Regions from separate parts of the Mus musculus genome. Here region 1 is linked to region 2. Evidence: chromatin contacts called from public HiChIP or PLAC-seq data. All regions are on one chromosome and are shown on one strand. The core of a region is the stretch at or near the end of the contact, and the rest is flanking DNA. Distances in the headings are between cores, read along the strand shown.

Region 1 (4,460 bases), core at 1,643-4,142, 160 kb after region 2:
CACTGCTATGAATTGTAACATAAATATCTGATTTGCAGACAGCCTTAGTTAAAGACCTTTGTGAAAAGGTTGTTGGCTCCCAGAGAGGTCACAGTTCGCAGGTTGGGAATCACTGCAAGTCTAGCAACTGTCTAGGTCACATGCACTGAAGTAGAATTACATGCAACTCGGAGGTAGGCTGGGAGCATAAGCAGAATCCATGTGATGATATGAACACACACACACACACACACACACACACACACACACAGAGAGAGAGAGAGAGACACACACACACACACACACCTTCCTTAAGGGAATGCTGATATACCTGATCTTGTGAATGTTCCCTTCCATGAATCAAGACCACAGCACATCTACTGTAAAGAAGACATAGTTCTATAACAGCAGGTGAGAATGCAAGTATATCTGGGGCCCAGGCAGGACAGGTAACCATCTAGCTACCAAATACGAGTGAGCGGTGGGGCTGGTCTAGTTTCCTAGGACTGCTTCACCAGTACCATGTGCTAGGTAATTCAAGACCAGCAGGAACCCACTACAGCTCTGCAGGCGATCTGAGATGGAGATGTGTGTTGGGCCACACGTCTGAGAATGCTGGGAAGGACTCATCCCAGGAGACTCTCTTGGCTTCCAGGATTATTATTATTATTATTATTATCATTATTATCATCATCATTATTATCATTATTATCATCATCATTATTAAATTATTATTATTATCATTATTATTACTATTATTATTGTTATTATTATTTTCAATCTTTGGTACTCCTTGGCCTGTAGAAATGTTGTTCTGGTCTCTGCTTTTACCTCCACATAGCTTTCTCCCTTTTTGTGTGTCTATGTTCTCTACAGGGGTCCATACTATTCCAAGCTGATCTCATCTGAATAATCCTATTTCCCTGGATGGCATGCTCAGGCATAGAAATGAGGCATTTAACATAAGAATTGGGAGAGGAAAGAACTCAACTTTCAGAGAAAGATAAGATCTGGAAAGTAAGAGGGAGACTGGCTCTAGGGGCAGCCCCCAAAGGTCATTGTGGCTCTACAGAACCTCGAGAGAAGTCAGAAAGTCTGACTTTCTGTGAAACTGATTCAACAAGTTAAAAAAAAAAAGAAATTTACTGTGGTCCCCACCCACCCATCCACTGAAATGTGTTTAATATAAGCAGCCAACTTATTACCCATTGAAGACTCTCCCAAAAGAGGCCATTTTTGGCTTGACCTAATTTCCAAAGCCAGGTTGGACAACCACAGGGTTGTGGTGGAAGGAGGGTGAAGTCAGTTGGGAAGGGAAGCCCTAGCCAGCGTTTCAGTGAACTGCTTCTATGTACGTAGGAGACTGGGCACCAGGGCCGGGGAGGGACAAGAGTGCACATAGAGGCAGACTAGTTTCTCACAAGGCTCTGCTTCCCTCATACCTTCTTGGGAGGACTTCCTGGGTCCCACTGACCATGCTCAGCTGCACTTCATTTTCCAGAAACTTCTAGCACTATTGCCAATGAGGGATCCAGTGGCCACCTGTGGCATTTATTAGTATCAGTTATTGTTCTTACCTCTGTGACAAAATGCCTGCTAAAGCAACTTAAAGAAGGAAGGATGGGGACTGGGGACATGGCTCAGCAATTAAGAATACTTGCTACTCTTAAAAGGTCCAGGTTCGGTTCCCAGCAACCACACAGTGGCTAATGCGCTCCTGTGGCCCTTGTTAGTACTGCACACACATGACGCACATACATACACATAGGCAAATCCTCATTCACATAATATAAATAAAAATAATAAAACACTGGGCGGTGGTGGCACACGCCTTTAATCCCAGCACTTGGGAGGCAGAGGCAGGTGGTCTCGTCACATTTGTGGTCAGGAATCTGAGAGCATTGGATCCTGGTGCTCCAATGGCTTTTTCCTTTCCCTCTTTTCAGTGCAAGACCCCAGTGTCCACATTCAAGGCTCCTCATCAAACCTGGCTAGGGATTCCTTACAGGCATGCCTCCTTGGAGGCTCCAGTCAGGTTCACTTATGAGGGTGAACCACCACTATATTGGTGTTAGTTATCTGGGGAGGAGGAGGGAAGGAGCACCTGAAACTGGAGGAGGGTGAAAAGACGTGGGGCCACTCTGAGTATTTATCTTGATCTGTCTCTGCCACTGTCACAGAACACTTGAGCCTGGGTCAATGTGTACTCATGATTGCCAGGCTAGAAATCTCAAGAGAATGTCCCTGGCACTGCCTTCTTCATTTCTGGCAAAGGCTTGGTGCTTCAACTCATGGTAGACAGTGAAAGGGCAAGTGGTCACACACGGACGAGGCTACACACCAAGGACACTGCTGCTTCACACCAAGTAGCTCTTGTGGTAACTGATCTTCTGAGAGAACTCCTTCCAGGGCTGTAATCCTCCTTGATGACCCAATCGTCTCCTGAAGGTTCCACTTTTGGGACCAAGCCTGAGTGTAAGTTTTCCTGGGGACAAACCATATCTAAACCACAGCAACAATTTGGGAGGTGGAACCAGGCCATGACTGTCTGATGTGGGGACAGATATTCCATATCCCCATTACTCATCCTCATGACTGCCAGCAACCCCGGGCAGGGACACCCCTTTCCCACCTACTCACAAGTACACACACGGGTGTTCCTCACCCACTCAAACCAGCTTCTGCATCTCAATGGTATCTGAGAGCTTCTAAGCAACTTGTAAGGCCCAGTGACAGAAAGAGCCTGGCAGATTTGGTGTTGGGCTCAAGCAGAACAGGTTTCAGGCAGAGTTGTGAAAGGTCTAGCCCAAGGAAAGTGGGTGAAGGCAAGCTTTGCGGTTAGCGCTTCCCACTGTCCCTGGAAGCTGAGCTTGCCCCTCATAGCATCTGCCCATCACACCTGAAAAAGAGAAAGAGGAAGTAGAAGACCGAGTGTCAGGAATGAGAGGGGAAGGGCAGAGGCTCTTCTTCCCTCTTGCGAGACACTGCAGGGCTGCCCCCCACCCCCTCCCCTCAGATGGAATCCCACATCCCTGCTGGGAGCTGCCTGCCCCCGCCAGCCAGTCCCGGGTAGCCTGCTCTGCCTGGGCAAAGCACACCGTGCCTGCATGAACTTGCTATTTCTGAAACCAGAGGAGGCAAAGGGAGTGTGGGGGAGTCTTCCACCCAGCCTGGGCCAGCTGGTTGGGCTAATTATAAAGTTTTCACAGCCCAAACAAAGCCCATTAAGCTCCTCTATTCTGGAAAATGCGTGCGGATCAGTGGGTACCTTCTTTCATGGCGTCCTCCACCTCGGTCCCCTCAAAGTGCTCCCTCTCTGTCTAATCTGTCTCCCTTTCACCTTCCTCTCTCCTCTAGCTGCCACCTCACAAAGATCCCTGGTTTGGAAGTCACAGTGAAGTCCTGTGTCCCTAGCCCTGGCACAGTGCTAGAACCAAAATAAGCCCCAGTGAGTCGCATGGAATGAATGAATGAGCACTTTAATACGCAGTGCGCCATGAAAATACTCCTGGAGGGTAAGGCTAAAGTTAGCAAGTACTGTAAGGTCAAAAGAGTCCAGGCTTTAAATCACCCAAGAAGTCTATCAATAGACTGACAGACTCTGAGTAAGTCTGGCCCCACCCCCACCCTTCTGAGGGGCCCCTGTCCGAGCTCTCTCTCTCTCTCTCTCTCTCTCTCTCTCTCTCTCTCTCTCTCTCTCTCTCTCTCTCTCTCTCCCTCTGTGTGTGTGTGCCTCAGATTCAGTACTACAAGTGTTTGCTCAGGCAGTCTTGAAGTTCATGCTTTATGTTCCCTAAAGAATCCACACCTAGAACTCTTCTTTTTAAACACTAATTTTTATTTTATCTTCCTTTTATTGAAAATAGATTCTTCTCTTAGATAATACATCCAGATGATGAGCACACCTCCCCCTACTTCTCAAAGTTCCTCCCTATCTCCCCCCCTTTCTGTTTCTCATTAGAAAAGAGCAGGCTTCTGAGAGATAATATTAACATATAATAAGATGAAGAAAGAACTACCCTATCCAAATTGGACAGAACCAACAGAAGAAAAAGAGCCGCCCAGGAGAAGGCCCAAGAATCAGAGATCTAGCCAGGCGTGGTGCTGAGATAGTGGTACTGTTATACAGAGAACCCTGTCATGATAAACCAGCAAGCAAGAGAGAGAGAGAGAGAGAGAGAGAGAGAAAGAGGGGAGGGGAGAGGAGAGGAGAGGAGAGGAGAGGAGAGGAGAGGAGAGGAGAGAAGAGAAGAGAAGAGAAGAGAAGAGAAGAGAAGAGAAGAGAAGAGAAGAGAAGAGAAGAGAAGAGAAGAGAAGAGAAGAGAAGAGAAGAAGAGAAGAAGAAGAGAATCAGAAACCCACTTGTTTCTACACCCCTAAGGTCTCTGTGAGTTCATATGAGCTTTGCTCTTGTTGGTGCAGAGGCCTTGCTTTCCTGGTGTCCTCCATCCCTCCTGGCTCTTACACTCTTTCTGTATCCT
Region 2 (4,228 bases), core at 621-3,120:
CTGCTTCTGGATCATGAGAAAATAACCAGTGAGTTATAACAGAAAACTTCCAGGTGGCAAACTGTTGTAAGAAGGCAGGCCCTAGTAAACCTTTTGATCACAGAGGGGGCGCTTTTGTTGTTGATTGGCAGTAGTGGGGATGGAGTCCAGGACCTGTGCATCTTAGGCAAGTGCCCTATCCCTGAGCTGCATCCCAGCTAGCAACACAGTTCTGTTTATTTGTTTGCTAATCTTAAACACAAAGAAGGCAAAGGTCCCCCTTTCCTCTTTTTTAAAACAGAATATTAAATATTAAAGAGTATTTCCAAAGAGTATTTCCAGGAATTTAATCCCAGCATCACATTGAGTAGACTTGTCTGTCCCTTTCTTCTTCTTTCCCAATCTCTTAAACTTAGCAAAAAAAATGTTGAGGAGAAAACAAAAAGAAGCCGACTTCACAGTAGGACTGTAGAGCAGGGAGATGTGTCACAGATCATCCAGTCCTGAGGGAATCCTGGCAGACTGGGGACAGGTGGGAGGGAAAGCTGTTGAGGCTACTTGTGGGGGAGGGGAGGGGAGGCAGCAAGAACATGTGCTCTGGGTTCTGCTTAGGATGGCAGCAGCACTCAGACCTACGCTGCTGTGGCAACTTTGCCATTTGCCGCCTGCCACAGTTTCCGAAGATGGAAGTCAGATCTACAGAGGTTAAGTACCTGTGCCAAGGACACCAATCTACAGTAGAGTGTGTCTGTCTCTGATATTTTGTTTCTCACTGTGCAAGATATGGTATCTCAAGCCTGAGGAAATGGTGCAAGCCTTTAATGCCAGCACTGGAGGCAAAGGCAGTTGGAGGCCATCCTGATATATATAGTTCCAGGACACTCAGGGCTACACAGAAATTCTGTCTTGAAGAGGGGAAAAAAGATCCTGTGTCTCAGCTGCCTGCATGCAGGTTTTTATTATGTTAAGGGCCTTACAAATAAATTAGGGAAAGACAAACACCCATTAGGAAAGACAAAGCCCCAAACAATCAATAAAATGAGCATCATATACAATGAATGCATAATTAAGCTGGGAAAAGGCAGACAAGTCGAAGGACTTGACAGTGCATAGTACTATCAAAGTGACCAGGAGACAAAACAATAGTCACAGTCCCTGATAGGGTAGAAGTGAAAAGCATTTCAAGTGTTCTGTGACTTATTTGGAATCAGGGTCACCAGCTGTAAAAATTACATTTCCCTTGAATTTTCACGCACAGTAATGTATTTCAGTGAAATGACCATGGACTAAAACCAAAAAAAGCAAACATACAAAAACCATCCATACCCCCGCTAGAGAGAAGTAAGGGCGCCCCTTACTTTCTCTTTCCCAATAGCTCCATAATTAGGCAAGTGTTGGAAGATGATAACGGCACCGCCCACCGTGGACACTTGCGAGGTCCAACCTCGGGAATAGGCACTGGACACTGTCCCCAAAGTCTGTTTCAGAAAAAGAGTTGTGTGTATAAGCCCTCACTGCCCTCCCCTCCCCTCCCCTTCCTCCCTCTTATCCACCTCCACTCCAGGGTCCGAGCCAGGATCCGGAGCCATGCTCGAGTCTCTGGACAAGATTACTTAGCAAAGAGAGAACCTGGGGAGTCTAGGGTACAGCAGACAAAAGCTGACCCCAAGAATCAGGAATCTAGTTGCAGAGCCCAAGAGCAGAACGCACCTGGATGCTGAGGGCTGCCACGGGTTCTCCCGAGTTCTCCCAGGTCACTGCCTGGATTAGTTAAGGGGTTCCTGGATCCTTCCTGGAAAAGCCTGACAGCCCAGTCTGGACCCGAAGTTATGCTGCCTTGGAAGTCCCGCGGGGAGTCAGGCTTCAAGAAAAGAAAAATGAAAGTGATCTCAGCACACTGAGCAGGAAGCCAGCCAGCCACACCAATTCCGCCCTCCACTCCTCCACCCCTGCCTTGTGCGGTTCCCCAGCGTGGTTAGCATTATGGGTTTCAGGGGCACTTGCTGGGAATCCAGATCTGCCTGGAGTGGAGTGAGAGGCAGGGAGGCAAAGGATTAACACTGGAGAACATGGGAAGGGTGTGTCCACTGTCCCCTTCCTAACCTGGGGATCTATTCCCCCAGTGGTCTCATTGTAACCTTTAGGAAGTATTCTCAAACTGCATTGGGGTGAAGGTTATCCTGAAAAAAATTGCTAGAAGTTATTAAATTAACAACAACAACAACAACAACAACAACAACAACCAGAGCTGGCATCTTTGAAATGTCTAGAATTTGTCAGGATCACTATGTGAGAAAATTGAAATAAAACAAAAGGCAACCAAGTGACTCTCGAAAGAGTCTGAGCTAGGGTCTCTGAGTGTTCAACTGAGAAGAGTTCTATGTAACCCCGTCTAATATTTCCCAAATGTATTTGATCCACAAGACACCCCAATTCCCCACCCCCAGGATACCCACGAGGCCTCTGGGACTTTAGATTTGAACCAAGGCTAGCCCACACAGGACAGAGCTTCTCTGTACTTCCTATGGAGACACCGACGGTAGAATTTGCAGCCAAGTACAGTTAGAACAGTAGGCTTGGCCCAGAGTGTCCCAGGGATGGGGACTGAGTGTGTGTGTGTGTGTGTGTGTGTGTGTGTGTGTGTGTGTGTAGAGGCTTGGCCCAGAGTGTCTCAGGGATGGGGACTGAGTGTGCATTAATGCTTGTGTGTGTGTGTGTGTGTGTGTGTGTGTGTGTGTGTGAGAGAGAGAGAGTCTGCACAAGAATCACAAGCATGCTTATGTGTCAGAAAATTACCCTACCCTCGAGAAACCTCTAAAGCAAGAAAAGTTATTACATCAGACAGATATGAATAAGGGCAAAGATTTCATTTGGAGTCACACATACTAGGACTACAGTAATGATGGTAAAACCTCACCTGGTATTTCACACCACGTGAGAGCTCATTAGACTTATACGTTTAACACAGTTTTAAAGATGCATTTACCTAAAGTGATGATTTTGGTGAACTTTACCAAATATAATCATGCCACAGTGATCACACAGGCCAAGTCCTCTGCCCTCCTAAAATCCCCTTGTTCTTGGCAGAAAACCCCCTCTCAGATTCCAGCCCCAGAGAACCACAGATCATCGGTTACACAGCTAAGTTTGACCGGCGCAGAAATGCCATATAAATGAAGACATAAAGTGTACTTTTTTTTTGGTGTATGGCTTTGTTTGCATCCCTGTACTCTTGGGACCTGTTCCTGCAGGTCAGTAATTTGTACCTCTTCAGCAGAGGTCTGAGCCTGGAGCCCTGGACAGGCCCTCGTCCCTAGCCACCTTGTCTCTGCCTCTGTTTTGCCTGTTATTTCCAGGCTTCTGTTGGTTGCTTTTGTTTTATTTGCATCTTTACGCCTGTTTCTTTACCTTTCCACTTCAGGCTGGTTTTCTAACTTACAGAATGAGAATGAGCATTCCAGATAAGAGCAACAGTTGTGCAGAGTAAATGTAAGGCACCCATTCTTCAAAAATGATACTGTCCCCGACTGGCTATAGCCTCGGCTGTGATCCACTTCCGAATTCTGTGAGATGCCTCTTGTTCTCAAGACCATGGTGAAATTGCTGAAGCCCTGTGTTGCCTCGCTGTCAGTGTCACACCTTAGCAAGCGGCTCTGCCTGGATTCTCTGCACTTGCCTTTGGTTGGTTGGAGGTGTGTGGGCGGGGTTGGGGGCGGTCTCTTGCTCTAGCTACCTTCAGAAGCTTCAAAAACTTTATGAAGCCACACCCGACTTTTCCTACTCTGCTGCTCAATTATCAGGTCCCAGCTTCTCTGGTTCTGACTTACTAGGGTGCCAGGACAGTTCCAAGTCTGAGAGACTGCAGACAATCTAACTCTTCCTGGTCTTTCCAGGCACCGCCCCCGCTTAGGGTTAAGGGACCACTTCCTTCCTATCCTAACAGCCAGCTGGCCTTAGACAGCTCTGAGCCCTTCCCTGAAACAGACCCTTCCACCTTCTTTCCTTAGAAGGCAGCAGGCGTCCCAGGTTTCTGGGGACTTGGGCTGTCTTTGCTCCTCCCCTCTGGGGCAGAGACTGGGGGTGGAGGGCAGTGCCTTAGTGCAGTGTTGTCATAGTTAAGCAATTTCACTTTCCTTTTTCTCCTCTTTGGAGGCCCCTGAAGGAGTTCTCTCTGGGCTTCCCAGAGACTCAGAGGGGGTTCGGTCTACCCTGAACAGGGTCCCTTGGAGTCTGTGTAGGGGATGGCAGG

Evidence for each region. HiChIP or PLAC-seq counts read pairs in DNA pulled down with a chosen protein or histone mark.
Region 1: an H3K27ac HiChIP or PLAC-seq map of CD8 T cells shows a contact between it and region 2, with 1.4 times the contacts expected there. The contact joins the enhancer-like site here to the promoter of Sp110 in region 2. A contact is called at or near these places in 2 of 39 promoter capture datasets (liver and pre-B cells), 1 of 484 Hi-C or Micro-C datasets (nephron progenitors), 3 of 115 datasets of contacts at active chromatin or transcription factors (CD8 T cells, effector CD8 T cells and memory CD8 T cells) and 2 of 9 other capture datasets (adipose tissue and liver).

The regions. Positions count from the first base shown.
Region 1 is chr1:85,755,464-85,759,923 of GRCm38.p6, forward strand. No RefSeq gene overlaps it. Among named protein-coding and RNA genes, the nearest start is that of Mir8096, 5.7 kb to the left of the region's middle. Within about 2 kb of position 2,893, at least 52 of the 459 cell types and tissues checked have an H3K27ac peak or open chromatin away from gene starts, as enhancers often do. A contact at or near this core is called in CD8 T cells and nephron progenitors, where this site is marked.
Region 2 is chr1:85,596,940-85,601,167 of GRCm38.p6, forward strand. Sp110 (Sp110 nuclear body protein) reads right to left here and starts at 1,871. Exons shown (of 12, transcript NM_030194.1): 1 at 1,690-1,871. Sp140 (Sp140 nuclear body protein) reads left to right here and starts at 3,764. Exons shown (of 17, transcript NM_001013817.2): 1 at 3,764-4,228. The coding sequence starts at 4,221.